2 separate regions of the Anser cygnoides genome follow, and region 2 is linked to region 1. The links are chromatin contacts, called in public Hi-C maps. All regions are on one chromosome and are shown on one strand. The core of a region is the stretch at or near the end of the contact, and the rest is flanking DNA. Distances in the headings are between cores, read along the strand shown.

Region 1 (5,982 bases), core at 2,637-5,136:
GGGGCCCGGCTCCCCCACACCGGCAACGGCGCCTCCCGCCCGGCCCCGCTGCGCCGTAGGGCGAAGGGAACGGCCGGGGCCGGGGCTTTGTCCCCGCAGAGCGCCCGGGGCAGCCCCGCGGGACCGGGAGCCGCCCCCGGGAGGCCGAGCCCCGGCCCCGGCCCGGCCCCGCCGGGAGCCCCGCGCCCTGCCCGGCCCCAGCTGCCGCCGGCCGCCACCAGCCCCGCTCCCGGGGGAGGCCGCGCCCGCCCCGCGCCGCCCCAGCGCCCGCCCGGCTCCACCGGGCCACGGAATGGGGCCAGGCCCCGGCCCTGCGGGGCACCGGGCGCTGCTGCTGCCGGCACGGCCCGGCGGGGGCGGGGGGGTTACAGCGGCACGGGGGGGGAGCACCGGGGGGGGGGGCACCGGGGCAGGGCCCTGAACCGGGACTCCGGGCTCTGGAGCGTCCCCGCGGCAGGCCCAGGCCCAGGCTCCGGCCGCTGCCGGCCCCGGGGGAAGGCGGCGCCGTGCCCGTGCCGAGGCGGGGCAGCCGGGCAGGACGTCCTGGGCCCGGTGCCACCGGAGCCTCCCCTGGCCCCGGAGCCCGGGGCAAAAGGCTGCGAGGAGGAGGGGGCCCGAGGGGGCCGAGCAGGGCGGCAGAGCCCGCGGGGCCGGCCGGGCTGCCACAGGCACAGCTCTCCTGCGCTGCCCCTGGGAGCAGCCGGCTGGGCGGACAGCCGGACAGACACACGGACAGCCGGACAGACACACGGACAGCCGTGCTCTGCCCACCCGGGCTGCCCGGGGCTTCCCCCCCGGGGATCTCCCCCAGCAGGGTGCTGGGCCCCGCGTGCTGCTGCTCCCGGCCCGGCTGCGCTCTGAGGCCCCAGAAAGCAGCAGCGCTGTCGACCCCCCCCCCCTTGGCCTGCAGGTGCCCTCTCCAAAATCCGAGCCCGCTTCCTCCGAGGCTCTGCTGGGCAGCCACAGCCACGGCGCGCTCCCAGGCCCCAGGTCTGCAGCCAGGAGCCGGGGGCAGGGGGAGGAGGAGGAGGAGGAAGAACAGGAACTGTTCCGCAGGCCGCACGTGACCTTGCACGGGGCACTCCAAAGTCTCCCTCGCTTCCCAAACAAACCTGCCTCTCAGCTACGGGGGCAGAGCCCAGCCGTGGGGACGCCTGCGCTGTGCTCCGAGGCGGCGGCGCCTCCCGGGACCCCTCCACAAAGCGGGCGCAAGGCCCGGGGGGGGTTTGGGCTCGGTCCCACGGCTGCCCACGGCCATGGCACCAGCCGCTTGTCCTGCGGCAGCGCCACGCGAAACAACGGCCACCATGGTCCCTGCCGCGTGCACGTGTTCACACCGCTCACACCGCTCTCTTTACACCATCTCCGGCCTCCCGCTGAGCCAAAGCCACGTGATGAGCACCCACAGCATCCCCGAGAGCCGCCTGCAAAGCCCCCCGGCGCCCCTGCTGGGGACAGGGACCGCGGCGGCAGGGTGGCTCCTGCCCTCTCCACGCCCCGACTCCTCGGCAGCTCGCCTGAGCTTAGACCCGACCGATTTAGGAGACAGCAGCAACGCTGGAAGCGCCCGACGCTGCAACTCAGCACTAACGTCCTCCACACGGCGTGGCCAGGGAGACGTCGAGGCTGAACGTGCCGTGACAAAGAAAGCAGAGCCAAAAAGCACAGAGAGGAGCAGCTACCAGGGACCGGGGCTCGATTGCGTCACAGCATCTGAAAGGTTATGCCCAGACAGAAAAATAAACCACTTTCCAGTTCACCTCTCCCCACCCCTCTGTGATGAAAACCAAGCCATAAACATCTCAACTGGACGCGCTCCAGAGCCGAGTAACCCAACCACCCCGCCGACACCTGGGCCGGGGCTGTTACCCAACGCCTGTGTTTATTTCCCGGCGTTATTTTATCGGTTTCACAACACAAAGCTACGTGCACGCGTTGAAGCGCTGGCCCCGGCCCGCTCTCCCCTTCCAGTACCGCTTTCAAGACCAAGAACAAAGCCAACACAAAGGAAAAACGACCCCGCACACACACCCGGAGCCCCCGACCGCGCCGCCCCTCGGCCCCTCCAGCTCCCCGGCAGGAGCCTGCTGTTCCCACGCGCTAAGCACACGCCGCGCGCAAAGCACCGCTCGCTTCGGCGGCCGTCGAAGCAGCGAGAGCCGGCCCGGCCCGAGCTCTCCAGGAGCCCCCCCTCTCCCCCAGCACGCGCACAAGGAGCTGCCTACCTCTTTGGTCAGGTCCCCGTTCACCGGGGGAGCCACCGCTCCCAGGTCCTCCAGCTCCTCCCCGAAGCCCTGCTCGGCCCCGCTCTCCCTCACGCCGCCGTCGGGGCCGCCCCCATCCTGCAGGCCGCCGCCGTTCTCGAGGGCGATGCCGGCGCTGGGCTGGGTGCCGGACACGGAGCCCTCGGGGTCCCTGTGCACCAGCCAGGCGCTCACCTCGGTGGTGGGCACCTGGAACCTGTCCAGGGCCCTGACCTGGTTGAGCAGGCGGCGAGCCGTGAAGTAATAGTCCAGGTCTACGCTCTTGGGGTGGATGCCATAGCCGTCCAAGGTGTTGCGCAGGTTGTGGAACTGGGTCTGGGTGTAGGCCGAGCTCTGCCCGAGGATGATCTCCCGCAGGGGGGGCAGCTGCGAGGTCAGGTAGGTGTCCACGTCCACGCGGACACCGATCAGGCTGAGCAGGATGGTGAACTGGATGAGGCCTTCAGTGAAGTATTTCTTCAGAGAAAGCATTTCTGGGGGGGGAGCAGGGCGAGGGTTAAAGCCCCACCGGCGCAGCGCAGCACAGCCCCGCCGGGCCCCGCGCCCCCGGGCCGCCCGCGTGCCCCGGCCCCGCCTGTCACCACCCCAGCGGCCGGGCCGCGGGGCCGGGCTTGGGCGCCCGGAGCTCAGCGCCGGGACGGCTCCTGCGGGCCCCGCCGGGCACCGGAACCGGACGGGGCCGGGGGGGTGCCCCGGGGGGGGGGTGTCCGGGTGTGGTGTCCCCGGTCCCGGTCCCCGCGCCAGGCCCGGGCCCGGCCGCCCCTCGCCCCCCGCCGCGGCCTGAGGGGACGGGATCGGACCCGGGGCCTGCTCCCGCAGCCGGGACCCCACCGGCGGCGCGCGGCGAGGCCCCGCCGGGGCTCCCCCCCCCCGCGGGGCACCGGGAGCACGAGGCCCCCGCGGCCCCTCCCCGCCCCGCCCCGCCCCGCGGCCCCCCCCGGGCCCCGGCCCCGCGGGCCCCGCCCGGGCCCGTCAAGGCGCCCCCCGCCCCCCGGCCCCGCCGCCCCACGCCCCCCGGCCCCCGCCCCCCCCCGCTACCCGCTCGCCGCCGCCGCCGCCGCTCGCTCCCAGCCCCGCCGCCGCCGCCGGCCCCGCTCGCGCTCCCCGCCCTGGCCCCCGCCTCCCCCTCCCGCCTCGCGCGGCCCCTCCGCCAATCGGCAGCCGCCGCGGGGAGGCGGGACCGGGCGGCGGCCCAATGGGCGGTGGCGGCGAGGCGTCGCTCCCGCCCCCGCCGCCGCCAAGATGGGCAGGCGAGGCGGCCAATCGGCGTGCGGACTGCGACGGTGGCCCCGGTGCGTCGCCCGACGGCCGCACGCTGGGCCAATCGGCGAGGAGAGGCGACACCGCGAGACCCGCCCCGCGCGTCATGATCGACGTAGCGTCCGCCCAACGGGACGCGAGGCTTCGGCCGAGCGACAGCGGCAGCCGGCAATCACACGGCGCTCGGCAGCCAGCCGCCGGCCCGGCAGCTTGAGTGACAGCCGCGAGCACCAATCCCCGCGGCGCGGGCACCGCCCCGCCGCCCCGCAGCCGTTGCCATGGCGCCGCGCGCCCCGGGCCCTCACGGCCGAGGCCTGCGGGGAACCGGGGCCGGGCCCGGGCAGCGCCACCCCCCCCACACCCCCCCGCGGCCCCTGCTCGGTAGCGCCCGGCCCGGCCGGGCCGAGCAGGACGCCAGAGCCCATGAGGAGCTCGTTCGAGAAAGGCGGACAGCGGGCGCGGGCCCCGACGCCCGGCCCAGCGCTGCTTCCCCCGGGCGGGGACGGCTGCAGCCGGTGCTCGATCGCCCCCGGGAGCTCGGCCCCGGCCTGGGCCCAGGCAGGGCCCAACAAGGCCGCTCGGTGGCCGAGCGCCGCGCGGTGCTGAGCTGCCCGGGCCGGGCGACGCGCAGTGGCCCCTGGCACCTCCCCCGGGCAGCCGCGGAGCCGCGCGCCCTTCGTCACGGCTTGGTTTGGGTGCGGGCACCGGGCTCTGAGCGCAGCTGGGGAATGGGGACCGGCGGCACAGCCCCCCCGGACCGGGGCCGCCCCGACACCGGCCCGGAGCTCCCCCGCCCCGGGGGGCAGGGACGGGGCAGCGCGGGGAGGGGGCCGGCAGCACCCGTGCAGAGCAGGTCGGGGTCGCTCGCTGCGCCCCGGCCCCCCCATCACCGGTTCGCTGCGCCCCGGTCGTCCCGTTCCCCCCCCCGCCCCCATCGCGCCGCTCGCTGCAAAACAACCTCCGACCGCCCACGGGAGGCGGGGCGCGGCCCCGGCCCCGGCCCGCCGCAATCGGCGAGTTCATGGGGCAACGGCGGCCGGCGGGGCGGGCACGGCTCCGTTGCGACAGCGGCTCCCGCTCCGCGCAGCACGGGGGGGGGGCGAGCCGGGGGTGTCACCGAGCCCGGGCGTCCCTGAGGCCAGCAGCGCCTCGTGACGGGGCTGGCGAGCACAACGCGGCGCCTGCCTGTCCCCACCGCGCCCTGTGGTCGTGGGGCACGGGCACGTCCCGGAACCCCCCCTGGAGCCCTCCTGGAGCCCTCCTCGCGCCTCCCCAGGCAGCCGAGGGGACGGGGACAGGGCCGAGGGGCGCTGCCAGCAGCAACCCGAGCCGGCTGCCCCTGGCCGCGTTATTTTTAGCCCCCCGGGGCCATGCGGAGCCTGGCAGCCGGCCGGTCCCAGCCCTCCGCCGGCTTCAGGGCCTCGTAGCAGCAGAATTGGTGCGGAGCTGCGTGAAAACCGGACCCGGGGCCGCTCGGGGACAGCAGCGGCCCTGCGGCACGGCGCGGCGGGGGCTGCTCCGAGCTCCTGGGACACGCACACGGAGCGCTGCCGTGCGCTGCTGGCGGGCCCCCCCCGCGCCCCACAGAAACACGCCCGGGGAGGGCAGGGGGCTCCCAGCTCGGGCTGGGGCCTCGCAGGAGCTCCCCAGCGCTGGGGCTGCGAGCGGCAGGGCCAGGCCCCGTTTCCAGCCCCGTTTCCAGCCTCTCCAGCCCCATTTCCAGCCCCGTTTCCAGCCCCGTTTCCAGCCCCGTTTCCAGCCCCGTTTCCAGCTCTCCGGCCCCGTTTCCAGCCCCGTTTCCAGCCCCGTTTCCAGCCCCGTTTCCAGCCTCTCCAGCCCCAGCACCACGGCCCCGGCCCCGTGCCCGAAGGCAGGCACGCTGGGGAGCGCACCCCGGCCCCGGCGGTGGAAGCAAACCGAGGCGGTTGGGGCGCAGCCGGTGAGTCACCGGCAGGGCACGGGAGCCCGGGGCAGGGCGGGACCCGGCGTGGTGCCGACCCCCCCCGGCAGCACCCGCAGCCTGCACTGGGGGCACCCACTGGTGGAGCCCAAACCTGGCACCCCCGGGGTGACCCCGGGGGAGGGGGGGGGCTCCTTGCCCCACTGGGTCTGCACCTCACCCCATCGCACCCCCCCCGTCACTGCTCTGTCGCAGAGCCTGTGTTCGTGGGGGGAGTCCTTGGGGAGTGCCCCCCCCCCCCCAGCAGCCAGGCACTGCAGCACCTTGGGGTGCAGGAACCCAGCCTGGGGGGCCCCGTGCCCACCCCTCCCCTGCTGCAGGCGGCCGGGGGGGGCTTTCAGGAGGACACCAGCTGCTGCCGTGACAAGGCCGGTGGCACCGGGGCCAGGGGCAGGGCCCGGGGGGGCCGGGCTGGGCTGGGTGCGGCAACGTCAGCGCCGGGGGGGGCACGGGGGGGCTGCCCGGGACGGCGGAGCCATGGAGCCCACGGGGCTGCCA
Region 2 (5,809 bases), core at 2,077-4,576, 390 kb before region 1:
GGATAGACAAATTGGACAGGGAAAAGTTTATCCCTCATGAGTGAATGAGCACTTAAGCAATACTCATTTTTCATGAGTCTGGTTAAGCCCTGTTGTGCAGTTCCTAGCATTCTCTCACCAAAGTGTTTTTAATTGATACTTTAAGTCATGTTCCTAATGAAGTCTAATATGCAAACCTCAGGAAGCCTCTAGTTGTTTGGACTTCTAATAATTTTAGAGGAAGAACCTTAATTTACTCTGGTTTATTGTTCACATTTAGACGCACTTTATTTTAAGGGCTAAATTTGCTTGACTTTGCATTGACTTTATTGCTGTTTTTTAGGGAGTGTATCAAGGAAAGAATGAAACTCTATGGAAATCTGAAAAAAGCAATAGAAGGCAGGGCAAGTGGAGCCTCTGGCTTGTTGAAAAATAAAGTAGGAAATCAGATCCTCTTGAGCAGGAGATTGGCTAGACTGACCCATAGGCTCCTTTTATGTTGTTAGTGTTTCATTCCTTCAAACATTCATGCTTGAAGTGAATTTCAAACACATAGTGAGTTGCATGAAGAATAGCTAAGGCTTTAAATCAGGTGAGAACACTTGCTGTGGTGCAGACCCAAGCTCTAGTCTGGTCAGCGTTAGGGGCATAAGCCCCAGTAATAGACATTTACAATATCTTTCCTAGCTCTGTATTAGCAGGGCTAGACCATGCTGGAAGCATATCTGAAATAGGAAAGAGTTCAGTGGAGACATTTAACTAGGCTTATAACCTCTGTTCCAGGGCTTAATGAGTTACCAGTGTTGTTCACGTGTTTCAAGCAAGTTTAGAAGCATATTGGTTTCATGTTCTCCTTCCCAGACTTTTATGATTGGTAGATATAAGTTTGATCTGAAGATTTACGTGCTGGTGACGTCCTGTGAAACTCTGAGGATGTTTGCCTATAATTTGCCTATAATACCTTACACATTTTGCTGTTTCAGCATTCTCTGACCCTTTGCATAATAGCTTCATAAGTAAACAAGCCTATTAGCAGAAGTTAATGACAGTTCAATACATTGCAACCAGAAATACAGAGAAACCATAATGGTTTGACTCCAAAATATCATTCTCTTGAGAATATCCAAGCACTTTATAAATGCTAGTAACTTGGCTTTGTAGCATCTGAGTACCATAAATAAAATTATGCATGAAATATTTGAGCAGATTCTCTAGTAGAATACAGCATGTGTTATATTATCCAGATCCATGCTGAATACAAGTTTTAGGCCTATTAATACTTCTATAAATACATATCTAATTGACCTTTTGCATAATTTTGGTACTTTTTTTTATGAAATATTATTGTGGGGAAAAAAAGGTAGTAATGAGAAATTAAACTCTGGAAGGAAAAAAAAATTGCCTACATGATAAGATATTTTCTTTTTCTTCTTTATAAAAAGAAGTCATGGTTTAGTTGATGGCTGGAAAAGGTTCTGGTATGTAGTTCTGGATCATTCTAACACAGAATTAGCTCTACTAGTAAGTAATTTTAGAACGGGACCTGACTGAGGAAGAGGGTTATCTTCAATTGAAACCGCTGATTTCTTAGAAGTGATGGAATTGGAATGCTGATGAGATTGCAGTGTAGTGAAATTGAAGCTGTTGAGCCTCATTTATTGTGTTCTTTAGAGTAATGGGATCAGTATAGAGCTGATCATACTCAGTGCCATTAAATCTTCTGTGCTTAATTAAGATGCTTTGTATATTACCTAGTGTGATCAGGATCATGTAGAGAAGAAGGGAGGAGGCTAATACCTTTCTAACCCTGCATCTTGTTCATTCATTTACAGATAATGTTTGCTTGCATCTGACAAATTATTCCATTAACAAGAACAGTGTTAATTCTGCTAAAGAAGACGACACTGGTGGTAAGAAGTAAAAAGGAGAAAACGTTTCTAAGCTACTCTCAGAGAGGGTATTATTTACTTTTTCTGGTACGTATTCATAGGCTTGATTTAGGTCTTCAGAGTATTTCTTTGTGTTTCCCCAATGCAGCATATTTTTTGCTGTTGAATTAACCAAGTGAAGAAACTCAGAAGAGTTACAGAATTGGACACCGAAAGCAGGGAGGAAAACTTTGCAAAGGGGAGTTAGGACTCAGGCTTGACAGCAACACTGGATTTGTTTCAATTTTTCTCTTGAGACTAAATGCTTACCTAGCTATATGGATTTGTCTAATGAGATATTGCTACTGGTTCCAAACTTTGCTTGTAATTCTAGATCATTGTGCAGCAACAGCTCTACATCTTCACATCTTCGGTGTATTTATTATCATTGTTTGCTGTGATAGGCAGTTTTACATTAGTTTACCTAGACATCATATTTTTCCTGTTGCACACATTTCTCTTGAAATGTTCCTTCTGTTTCCTTCTTTCTAAATAGTGAGATCCCTTGCATCTGTCTAGTTCTGCTTAACATCTCATCCTTTGCTAATAAAATTTAAATGTTATCTGTTCATAGCAGCAAAACTCTTAACAGTACTAGCTTCTCAGCTGCAGTGCTGTGATTTTGTGAGGCTTAACAGTTGTAAGACAATCTAGGAGTATAGGTTTCTTCTTTCCATTTGCCTTAGAATTATAGTCTTAGAATATCCCAAGTTGGAAGGGACCCACAAAGATCATTGAGTCCAACTCAGTGCTTCCCAAAAGTCTTTTCTGCACTAGGAAAAGAGATTGCTGTAACTCAGTAATAGTTTGTGCAATTGAAGTTTCAAGGCATGAATGTGGTTTTAGTGGTATAAAGAAGCTGTATACAGATTGATCTATTGCAATATTGGGGTAGAAATACACCAGTTCAGCTGTATTTGTGTTAGCAAAGTTTCCAGTGTTTCACCATTTCTAGGAAACTGTCCACTTTTAATAACTCTATGCAGAAATGTGGCTGTGATACCTACCAAATGTGGCCAGCTATTAGCAGATACTACTGTTAAAACATTGAGATCAGCACATTCTATTATGAAACACAACTATCACATCTGCCTCCCTAATTACATTGGGGTAGTGGTCTATTTGAAATACAGAGGTTTGATGTTATCTTGATTCAAAAATTCAAGCCCTAATTGCTTGAGGTAAGAACCCTGATAAAAGTGTCTACTTGCTGCTGAAATATGTTCATGTATTAACTGGTCTCTTTTTCAGCCTGTTGGTTGCTGTCATTAGTCTCTGTTTTAACACCAGTTTCGAATTGTTCTGGTTATCCTCTGTAGGATCTCCTGCAGAGTTCCCAGAGAAGAATGGCTCATGGGTGACCGGCAGGGGGGGATAGACTACACTGAATCAGTGTGAAAACAGCTTGAATTGTGCTCCAGGACACATGCATAGAACATTTCTTGCCTGCAGGAGTCCTCACCGTTGTGGACAGCTTCACTCAAGTTCTTTGCATACAGAAGTATTTCAGAGTTAGCCATTACCCAATGTGGGATTTACCTGCTAATGGAGGGTGTAGCCTGTGGTTCTCAGAGGACAGTAAGTTAATACCAGTTCCTCCTCTTCTACACCTAGCAAATACTAGATTGACATCAACTCTACGTTCAATCTCAGGCCATAATTTCAAACTGAGTGTCACTTGTTAGTTCCCTCTTTGCCATATATAAAACAAACAAACAAACAAACAAACAAAAACAGATGGTTTCACTGCTTTTTTTTGTTGTTGATTTGAGGAATGTAAAGAACATGCTGGATAAGAAGGCATCTTTTTCAGCTCAAGTGACTTGTTCAAAAGTCCTTGGTGAAACCAACAGAAAAACTACAGTTTTCCTGTTACCTCAGACCTGTAGACACGGGGACAGACAAGCATAGTACATCCCCCAACATGGCTCCATGCAACTGTCACCTATAAAATATCTAACTTTCTAATACAATATACCTACCGTGTTCTAGGTAAACTTCAAACTACATATGAATTTAATTTATATGCTGTTTGAGACAGGCACATGAGGAAGTCAGATTAGCAAGTGAAAAACACTCAGAGGACTATATTCACAGTGTTTTGTTTTGTTGTGTTTTGTTTTGTTTTTCCTGGTCCTCTAAAACATTAATCTCCTTATGAAAATGCTAAATGGCTTGTGACAGCAGCATACTAGTTATTTGATGCAAAAAATGGTATTGTGTGCGCTAAGTTACAAACAGTGGAAGCCACAAATAAATTTGAAGACAAAAAAAAGAGGAGAAGGAGAAACTATGTGGTAATATCTATCTGGCCAAGAACTATCACCTTCCAGAAGTATTCTGCAAATAATAGGCACTAGCCATCCAGGAGTGAAGTGCATTCAGTGAAGACTGGTACATTTCAGTGGTCCTGATCTCTTGCTAGGTTTGACTTCAGACTGTAGGAGCAATGTGAGTTAGCAGGTGATTTTTCTTCCTCTGGTTCAGTATTGTATCCTTAGAAGACTATTTACAGATGCTAAGGCAAACTGTCAAAAGAGCAAACGATTCCTAATTTTAACGTAAAAATTGTTTAGGAATGAAGGATTGAACACTGCTAAGGGGGAACCACTTTGATTTGCGCATGAGATGATTAATCAGCAATATTCAGCATACGATAACTGTCTCAGAAATGATGCATTGACTTGGTAGAAGCTATAGTTAGAAGGGAAAACCTTGACAAAGAAGGTGCTAACTTCTGATGGGTTTTTTTTTGACCATCATGTCATTGGAGGCAGTACAGGACAAATATACTGTAGCATCTGAACTTAAGCAAACTAGGGAAGTTAAAACAGGATGGATGAAATGTATTGCATCCAGCAATCTTCCATGCTCTTCTCTGAGAGTTTGCTGTCCTTAAATCACCGGCAACTGAATAGCTCATCAAGCAAATTATGTCTGTCTAAAATTCAGCTTTGTGTATTACAGTAAGTTGAAACCAGGAATGGATTGTGTTCATATGCAAGTTATTCAGTAGCACAAAGCACAGGTTTAATAGAATCCATGGGAGAAGTGTCACAAGCCAGCAGGGATGGATTTTTTGACTTTCATCAAATGATTTTAGTCCACTTCCAAAGCATGTATCTGTTCTGCAGTCTTACAGTAGTAAAATGGAGTAGTCATTCTCAAACTGCAATGTCTTTATGAGCAATAGTACATAGGCAATTCAAGATGATAAGCAAGTACCACTAAAATGATAAAGAAGTACTTCTCTGCATGGAGGTTTATAGCATGGAGGAGCAACCTAATTTAGGAACCCCATTGTGTGGTGATAGCTGAGCTATCTTTAATTTATTTCACTGACAAATGATCACGCATGTGCATGGCTGGTCCTGGCTTTACTGTTTCCAGAATTTGAGTTAGGTTGTTTAAAGCTTCAGTCTGTGGTGAAGATATTAAAAAATAAATAAATCTATTTACAAGGCAAGATATGTATAAAAAGAATACGCACGTCTATTATTCTTCATAAGACTAAAGAATATAAAACCAAATACAGTAATGTGGTATATTAGGGTTTCACTTCTCAGTCTCACAAAGAGTAAAGGATAGAGGCCAAAATGAAGAACAACTGTCATCCTGTAAGTATGGGGGTTTGGAAGGGCTTGTTTATATTGTTCCATTGGGAGTTGTTCATTTTGCACTTAACTCTGTTAAGAGAGCACTCAACTACTTATAAGTATGCCCTTCCTTGGCCTAGTTTTCATCTGATTAGAGGCAAAAAGACCTCATATATCTCACAAATTGCTTCATTTGATAGGGTAATTTCTTTTTCAAGCTCAATTTCAGTAAATATACATTCATTTACTATGTATTAACAAAAATGTTGATTATTCGTATTAATACTCACTACAGATCCTCTGGTT

What was found. A called contact is a pair of places that touch in the nucleus more often than the background predicts.
Region 2: a Hi-C map of liver shows a contact between it and region 1, with 1.8 times the contacts expected there. The contact joins the enhancer-like site here to the promoter of COPZ2 in region 1. A contact is called at or near these places in 2 of 7 Hi-C or Micro-C datasets (granulosa cells and liver).

Annotation. Positions count from the first base shown.
Region 1 is chr22:8,587,542-8,593,523 of Taihu_goose_T2T_genome, reverse strand. It overlaps COPZ2 (COPI coat complex subunit zeta 2), which reads left to right and starts at 3,886. Exons shown (of 8, transcript XM_066981842.1): 1 at 3,886-5,463. The coding sequence starts at 4,546. NFE2L1 (NFE2 like bZIP transcription factor 1) reads right to left here and starts at 3,450. Exons shown (of 6, transcript XM_066981841.1): 1 at 3,303-3,450; 2 at 2,226-2,737. The coding sequence starts at 2,735.
Region 2 is chr22:8,979,283-8,985,091 of Taihu_goose_T2T_genome, reverse strand. LOC106048337 (a long non-coding RNA gene) reads left to right here. Exons shown (of 4, transcript XR_010826299.1): 3 at 1,812-5,809. Among named protein-coding and RNA genes, the nearest start is that of HOXB13, 19 kb to the right of the region's middle. Within about 2 kb of position 3,326, at least 1 of the 3 cell types and tissues checked has open chromatin away from gene starts, as enhancers often do.